Regions from separate parts of the Zea mays genome. Here region 1 is linked to region 2. Evidence: chromatin contacts called from public Hi-C data. All regions are on one chromosome and are shown on one strand. The core of a region is the stretch at or near the end of the contact, and the rest is flanking DNA. Distances in the headings are between cores, read along the strand shown. Region 1 holds the start of LOC103631943 (TORTIFOLIA1-like protein 2). Region 2 has its middle 82 kb from the start of LOC103631943.

Region 1 (3,808 bases), core at 797-3,296, 81 kb after region 2:
TATTGATGTGTCACATGATGGACAAAACATTGTTGCTCGTGTTGTCGGTGTGCTTGCTGATTATGGCTTGACTAATAAGATGTTTGTTGTTACCTTAGAAAATGCATCATCAAATGTTTCTGCCATGAGGATGCTTAGACCTATACTGCCACCATATCTTGGTATTGAGAATGTTGATGGTGGTGATAAATCCTAAACCTCCATATCTATGTTCTTGCATCAGCGTTGCACATGCCTTATTACCAATCTAATAGTTAAAGAGACCCTTGATGCTCTTAAGTCTTTGATTGAAACATTTAGAACTGCAATACCTTTTTAAAACTCTACATATCAGATGTTTAAGCATTTGTTTCCTCATAGGGTCCCTTTCACTACTTTCATGCATGTGAACCATCCTAGTGCTGAAGGTGATTAATTTATTTTAATTGATGATCATTGTGTTGTTGCAGAAAAAGTACTTAAATTTCTTGAACTCTTTTATAATTCTACAGTTGCATTGTCTGGTGTTTAATGTCCTACTTCTCCACTTATGCTTCATTATATCTTGTTAGGATTGCTATACACCTAAAGAACTATGCTAATGACACTCTATGTCTCATACCAGTAGCGTGGAATGTAGGATGATATATGATCCGTTTAACTATTTTTTTTCAGAAGCGGCTGTTAGCCAAATAGTTTTTGTGATTTCCTCGCAATCTATATCTCATACAAGTTTTTTCACAATCTGCAGCTTACAAGAACTTTTTCTTAAAAAAACCATGACACAACCAAACACGATTTTATATACATGTATGATTCCGCAGATCGCTGAGGTTCAGGTGTCCAGATCGTGCGTCCAAGTGTCTCTGCAGCCAGCCAGAGAAACGTACGATCGGTAAACGATTGACATGATACGATACGGTATCCAGGTTAGTTGAAGATACTGCCGATGGATCAGGGATCGAATCATCATCCGTTGGAACTTGGTAGGATATGTATAACTAGCAATGTAACACATATAGCGGCATTCTGAATGCACGCACGCGCAGACTGTTTTCGGTGGATCGTGTAAAATAACAGACGCAAAACTATGTAGATGACACTGTCTGTAGAGTAGAGTTTAAAATAGGGGATAAGATAAAGGTTGAGATATGAGATCTAATGTAGATGGCCTAATTAAAGCCATGTTTGGATTTAATTTGTTCTAGCTAAATTTTAGCCAGGTAAAAGTATCATCTAGCTAAAGTTTAGCTAGTAGCTGGATGTTTGGTTCTCTTAACTACTAGCAGCTGGATGTCTAGTTCTCGAGGTAATTAGCAGTAAGAGACGACCTCAAGACGTTCCGTTCCCTAGACTAGATAATGGACTAGCTAATACAAGCTAAAGGATATAAACAAAAGGACATGAGTACTATTTTGATTTAGCGTGACCAGTGAAAATCATGATACATGGATCAGTTATCTCTAGCATTAGCTAGCTCTGTGTGGTCGAGAAGATAACAAAATCTAAGCTCTAGCTAAAGTTCATCTAATCTGTTAGTTGGTCTGTTTGGTTAAAAGATAGTTAAAGTTGCGCAAATAATGATTATATATCTATCTAGGTCGAGGTGAAGATCGATGTCCCTTGATGCATCACAAGCACACCCACTCTACTAATCTCTCATTCTTTTTTATTTATTATATTTTAATTTAAAAATGAACAAGCGGAGGATAAATATTTGAAAAGATACTCGCTTTGCATGCATCCGAGACGCAACAACGAGCTGCTGCGAGAGAGAGATACGGCTATGATCTGCACGAAAGCAATCCTGCGAATGATCATCAAAAGGCGATAGTCGTCGTTACACGTCCCCGTCGTACGTCGTTCTCGGCGGGCCGGGCTCCCACTCCGTGGATGCTTTGGCCTCGGCCTCTTGTTGAGCCCATGCATGCATGTTACTCGCGCGCGTCGCTCGCCACTTCCAGGAACGTGCAAGTCTCCTAACCCGATCGGCCGATCCTCCTCATCTGTGCAGATATATCGTCCCTACTACTCTATAAGTATTTATTGTAGGCGTCCACATGTGCGCCATGTTCTGCCTCTCGACGCCCATCTGCCCGCGCGCCCCGCTCGTGGGTGCCCCCGCTCATGTGGCAGCCGCCTTCGCGTCCACCACGAGATCCCCGCCCTTCCCATGGAACCCCGCTCTGCATCCCTCCCTGAGCTCTGTCGTGCCATCCCCGCCCTGCCCCCCTCGAAACCCCGTTCCTTCCGGCCCCGCCCTCGCCCTCCTCCTCCCACTCCGACGCACTCGAGAAGTCGTGAGCCAACGCCGCCGCTTCCACCTCCGAGTCCTTTGCGGCACTCAAGGCCCATTGTCCCCGCCTCCCCTTCCCGCGCCGCCTAGGTCTCGTTGGACAAGATGTCGATCCGGGGTCGACGAGCACTAGACCTTCTTCGGTTCTCTAGCGACCCTCCCCCACAACCACGGTCTCGCGCGAGCTTGGTCAGCTTCGTCAGCGAAGCTGGGCAGCAGGCGTGGGCAGTCGGGCGCGAGAGCTTGGTCGGCTTCGTCAGCGAAGCTGGGCAGCAGGCGTGGGCAGTCGGGATGGTCCAAGGACGCCAGCTCGCATCTGGCGGTTTCCGTCCGCAAAGGTAGCAGCAGACGTCGCCTTTGACCATCTGTGCCTCGATCCCGCAGATGCTTGTCCGTGCTGTTAAGCTTCTCAAGAACCTCCACTTCATGGCGAAGCCCGCTGCGATTGACTTGATAAGAAGCATTATTCAGGTTTGAACTCTTTCTTTTGTGTAAGCAATGTCAATCCACTAAAACCTCTTCATGTGTAAGCACAATTTCACATGTCTTCCATGTTATACAGATTACTTTGCATATTCATCTGACCTTGTAATATGTATCATGAGAAAGAAACATTCTTCTTTGTAATACTTGTTATTTAATTAATGGTTAGTCAGATTGGAAATACTGCAATCTTTCTACAAATTCGCATGCCTTTCTTGCTTCAAAAAAACTAAGGTTCATGCATTGCATTGCTAGATTGATCGGTCACTAATATATGGTGTAAATTCAACGGCACCTCTTAATGTCTTTCATGACGTACAGTAACAATCTTCATCTTCAGTTCGATTTCATAGCTTGTAACTACCAATCTACCATAGGATCTTACATTGTGTTAGTCTACTTATGCACCCCCTATTTTTCAGGCTGAAGGTGCTTCCACAGAGCAGGCATTATCATCAGCTCTAACAAGTATTATGGATGCGCTGAACAGTACTGACTGGAATACAAGGAAGGCTGTCTCACTAGCTCTTTCAAGTATTGCGATCAGTTCTGGGTATTTGGTTACCTCTTTCAGAAATTCCTGCCTTCGCTCCCTTGAGTGTAGTAAATTTGACAAGGTATTGTATCTCTTCACTCCCTTGCACCTGTGGAATTTTATGTTGTAACATATTTCCTTTTATGTTTTATTGACTTAATGCCTCCTATGATAGGTAAAACCGGTACGTGACACCATTATATACATGCAATTCAGCTGTGAAAAGCTATTCCAGGGTCTCATACTCCTGAACCATGAAGCTGGATCATCAACAAAAGGTACAAAATATGTCCATGTAATTTACATTTAACATTTGATATTAAGAAAAACAGACAAAACACTGTTTGTTTTCTTGATTTATTTCAAAATCCATTAATCTATATTTTATAAAAAGTTAACATGCATATATCTTTCTTGTTTTTCTTTAAAAAAATATTACCAAAATAAATAGGGTAAGCTAATCAGAACTCACATGATGTTTGTATATATATAAGCAACACTCTTCTCATTTGCCA
Region 2 (4,388 bases), core at 1,611-4,110:
CTACACATGAGTAATGGCACTCCTGTCGAGCTTAATTACAAAATTAGGTCTCTCTTTTTTCTGTTGGAAAGTCTTAGGGGTAGATCGGTAGATCGCAGCCACGCGCATGCACCATTGCCCACCGCGACACCACCTCTACGTGTCTGCCTCTCCTCTGGAACGAGTGCAGATTGTGCATAGCTTCAGACCTCAGCCGGAGCTCAGAGAAGGTAAATTTCATGTAAGCCTTATTTTTTTGTTGCGATTTTGATTAGTGATGTTTAGTAATTTTAGAATTTTTATGTAAACTAGTTCGTTACTAAATTATTTATAAAATAATTCTTATGACATACCTCATGAAAAAAATCCTAGCTACGCCTCTGGGTCTTGCATGCCTCTAAACCCTATTTTATCAGTAGTCGCCACCATCATTAGGGTTGGGTTTTGCTTAGATTCATTCTGTCATCGAACAATGTCGTTGTTCATTTGTGAAACCCCACATCATAATCAATGCAGTTTTGGTTATGTTCTTCCTATTCTTGCTTGTGTCTTGATTGCGCTTGCAGACAGGGGCGGAGGGCCCATTGTGGCCTATTATAGCCCAAGCCATACCAAAAAAACCGGCCCAACTTCCATATCGCGCATTCGCGCTGGCAGCCTGGCGCTAACGAACCCTCACCGCCCCGCGCTCACGAACACAGCTGACGTCCGCCGAACCGCCAAGGGGAGACCGAACCTTTCGCCGCTGCCCGCTGTGCCCAGCCTTCCGGCCACACGCTGACACCGTCCGCGGTCCGCCGCTGTGTCGAGCCACCGGCCGTCGCTATGCCACGCCCAGCGGCCCCAACCTTCTGGCCTTCTGTGCCGAGCCGGCGAGCCAGCGTCCGCTGCTCGGCTGCTGTGCCCAGGTGGCCAGGCGCCCAGCCTTCCGGCCATGGGCCACGCACTAACGCGCCCACGCGGGCCACGCGACGTCTGTGACTTCCGCGGTCCGCCGCTGTGCGCCTGTGGCTTCCGAGCTGTAACAGTAAGCAAAGCAAAATCAGAGGTACGACAGCTACATATTTTAAAGCAATTTATTCTCATTTTAGACAATGTTTTATTTCTTTATATATATCGCGAATTGTTCTACAAGTTGATTGTTTGTGTGCTAAATATTATTATATGGTCTAGTTGTGTAGAGCTATACCTAAATTTTTTTTCGTCCTCCGCCACTGCTTGCAGAGATAAGTCTTCTTGGTGAGATAGATGTGATAACATTTGAGCAGTGGTGTAGTAATTACGAGAATCTGTTTGCTCGGAAACTTAGATCATCAATGTCAAGATCTTCACCAAATCAAGTTATCCTACCTCACTGAAGATCGGACCTTGTCTTATATCAGGTCCTATGTTCCTTTAAGCACCACGCACCGATGACCAAGTGTATTATATGATATTATTACAATACAGATGAGGAGTATGTCGCCTAAACATGATGCATCCATGGTTATACATACTCCGGCCTGCCGGTGTAAATTGGAACAAATTAAAGATTCTGTCTATAGATAGAGTACATGCAGTAATCCAGCTATAGCTGTCGGTGTAGACTGACTTGCATTGGTCGGAGCTCACTGTTATTACTACTAGCATCAAGCAACAAATTAACGGGGCATCTGGTCATGCATGCATGATGCATATGTGAACCGGCTAGCAAGTCTTAGAATATATTCAGTTGGATCGGTTGGCCTTATCTAACTTCATGTGTGCCATCATGCACGGATTCGTTTAATCTCCTCCTCTATCTGGTTTGTTTTTCTCTGTGCATATATACTCTTTAATTTCTTAGCGTAAACAGTAGGGAAGGTATATATGCATAGACCATATATGACAGTATGAGCAAGATGAGGGTGCGTGCCCTGCAAGCGACCGAAAAGGTTATCGCATGTGACTGTTGACGACGTTGGTATATATATTCATGATGTATTATTATGGATTTGCCGGGAGTGGGAGATAGACGTTGATATGATTGTGTGGGCTAGACTTCCTACTAGAGACTCTAAACCCTCCTCTGTTTTAAGAAAATTTCATTCTCTATAGTCTTTAATTGTGTCCTCTAAAACCTTCTCTTAGAGGGCACTTCTCCATTCTCTCCATATAGAGTCTCCCTCCTCTCATATACTTATTTTTTATACTCTAAACAATGGATCGATGAAGCAAGATTAAAATATGTACAAGACATTTGAGGGTATAAAAAATACGCGAAATATAGAGAACGTTGTTGAAGAGTGATGAGATATAGAGGAGACAATTTTTTAGGGCTCATTTGTTTCCCTTCATTTTGAGGAATTGGAATTTAACTAATAGAGTAGGCTATTTTTTTTCAGTATATGTGATATTCCACAACTTTCCAAAATGTATATATAAGTATATCTCAAATTCATGGTGTGAGAGATGAAAATTAATTCTATAGATTTACATGCTACTTTTCTAATGTACAATTTATAAAACATTCTTCTACTTGTTTCTCTATAACATAAATGTAGTGTATAACTATCTATCTGATATAATTTATGATAACATACAAATATATTACATAAATAAATATATTAACTCAATTAGTTTTATTTAAATTATAATTATTAGAATAGAATTTAATTCTAACGAAACAAACGGGTTCTTAGAGAAACCTGTAAAAAATAGATATAGAGAAGAGGTATAGAGAACATAATTGGAGCACAGGTTTCATGAGAGGGAAGAGGGAAATTATATACAGAGTGGGCCGGGGCGTGCATGCATGATGGCAGTGCGAGTGCCCAGTGCATGAGCCCCATCCAGATCGAGTCAACTCCAACTGCGACGTGTGCCGATTGCCGAGAGCCCGATACGCAGTGTGGCCGGCATGGAGCAGTGAGTGCAAGTGTGCAACCACGCACTGTGCAGCACATGCAGCAGCGACGGTGCATCACTCTCAATAGTAACGTGCGACCAAATAATTAAATGTGCAGTTTGACACTCTGAATAATGTATATGCAGTCTAGTGATGGATGCAGAAATAGATAAAAAAAATGGGCTGAATTATAGATTGAGAAGATGTACTAGAGATGTCCATAATGCGAATGAATAGAGCCGCCACACAGAGGATGTGCAAATTGCAAACATGTGGGTTGTTGTGTGTCGTGCGTGTGGGTGATGGTCTGATGGGTATGTGCAGCCTACTGTTATACGCGTGCATCTTGTAACCGTGAACTTTCTTTGTATGACTATGCTAAAATTACTATAGGACACTAAGTGCTACCTAGGCCGCACGACACAGAGATGGTTCGTGAAGTTCCAACGGTTATATCTCTCCTTGAGGGCTATAGGACCCTAGCTAGCCATTTGAGTGGAGTGGGAGATATCAAATGCATCAAGAGAGTTTATGCTCAGTTTCAGTAGTTCTAGACATCCAAGTGCTCAAAGAATCACTTGGTGAGTAGGCTAGGTGTTTAGTGAAGTGTTTAGATTAGTTTGACAATTATATAGCGTTTTCTTTAGGGTTTAGGCTAAATGTTTGAGCCATGTTAAAATACCTCTTATCCCTTGGTGCTTGCACACTCCATTATAATTGTACCTAAGAAGCTTGTACTCTTGTGAGATCACACCAACTATGTTTTGTGGTGTGGTTGACACTATGTACTAGAGATAACTACGTCCACGATATTTTTGCTAGAAACTTGATAGTGAAGACAATGAGAAACAGTTTAGGAGAGTATATTCTGGAGACTCACTTGTGTGTGGAAAAGTTTCGGGGCTATCCATGGAGTTACCTGATCGGGAGTTCGGCCCTTGTGTGGGCATCCTTGCGAGGGGCTCCAATGAGGACTAGGAAGAAGTTGTGTTCCTCTCGATACCTCGATAAAAGTATTGAAATTATTAGATGGAGTTTGTGTCTTTATCGCCTTTTAGTTTCTGTATTTATATTGTGTACCTTAGTTGTGTGTTTTATCTACCTAGTTTAGTTGATAGTTTTGAGACCTAGATTGCATAACTCTTTGTGGTAGAGATAGCAACTCACTTATAGTCAAAATCATAGTTGTACATGGATAGATTATTTGTTGCTTATGTTTGTCTAGGAGAAATTAGGGGCCTTAGTTTGTGAAATAGATTGCCTAATTCACCCCCTTTTAGGCATCACAGTCCCTTCAGAGGCACAAACCATCAAACCCCTCAACGATACTCTACACTCCCTCTATGATCTCTAGACAAGTCACCTTCAGTCCTCGACTGCTCGATCACCAAGTCCTATAGCTTCTATGCTTTACGTGGTCAACCATTATCATGACTTGGTCAACACGGTCTACTCCTCCATATAATATTGTAATGACACTAGGTGCCAGTGAAAGTTGCCTAGAGGGGGGGTTAAATAGGCAATACCTAAAATTCTAAATCAA

What was found. Hi-C and Micro-C count contacts between places; a contact is called where the count stands out from the background.
Region 1: a Hi-C map of leaf shows a contact between it and region 2, with 2.6 times the contacts expected there. The contact joins the promoter of LOC103631943 here to the enhancer-like site in region 2. A contact is called at or near these places in 8 of 25 Hi-C or Micro-C datasets (bundle sheath, ear, endosperm and 3 more).

What each region holds. Positions count from the first base shown.
Region 1 is chr7:5,501,057-5,504,864 of Zm-B73-REFERENCE-NAM-5.0, forward strand. LOC103631943 (TORTIFOLIA1-like protein 2) reads left to right here and starts at 2,047. Exons shown (of 7, transcript XR_002263637.1): 1 at 2,047-2,746; 2 at 3,181-3,375; 3 at 3,469-3,571.
Region 2 is chr7:5,419,126-5,423,513 of Zm-B73-REFERENCE-NAM-5.0, forward strand. No RefSeq gene overlaps it. Among protein-coding and RNA genes, the nearest start is that of LOC103631943, 82 kb to the right of the region's middle. Within about 2 kb of position 2,861, at least 9 of the 20 cell types and tissues checked have an H3K27ac peak or open chromatin away from gene starts, as enhancers often do. A contact at or near this core is called in leaf, seedling and tassel, where this site is marked.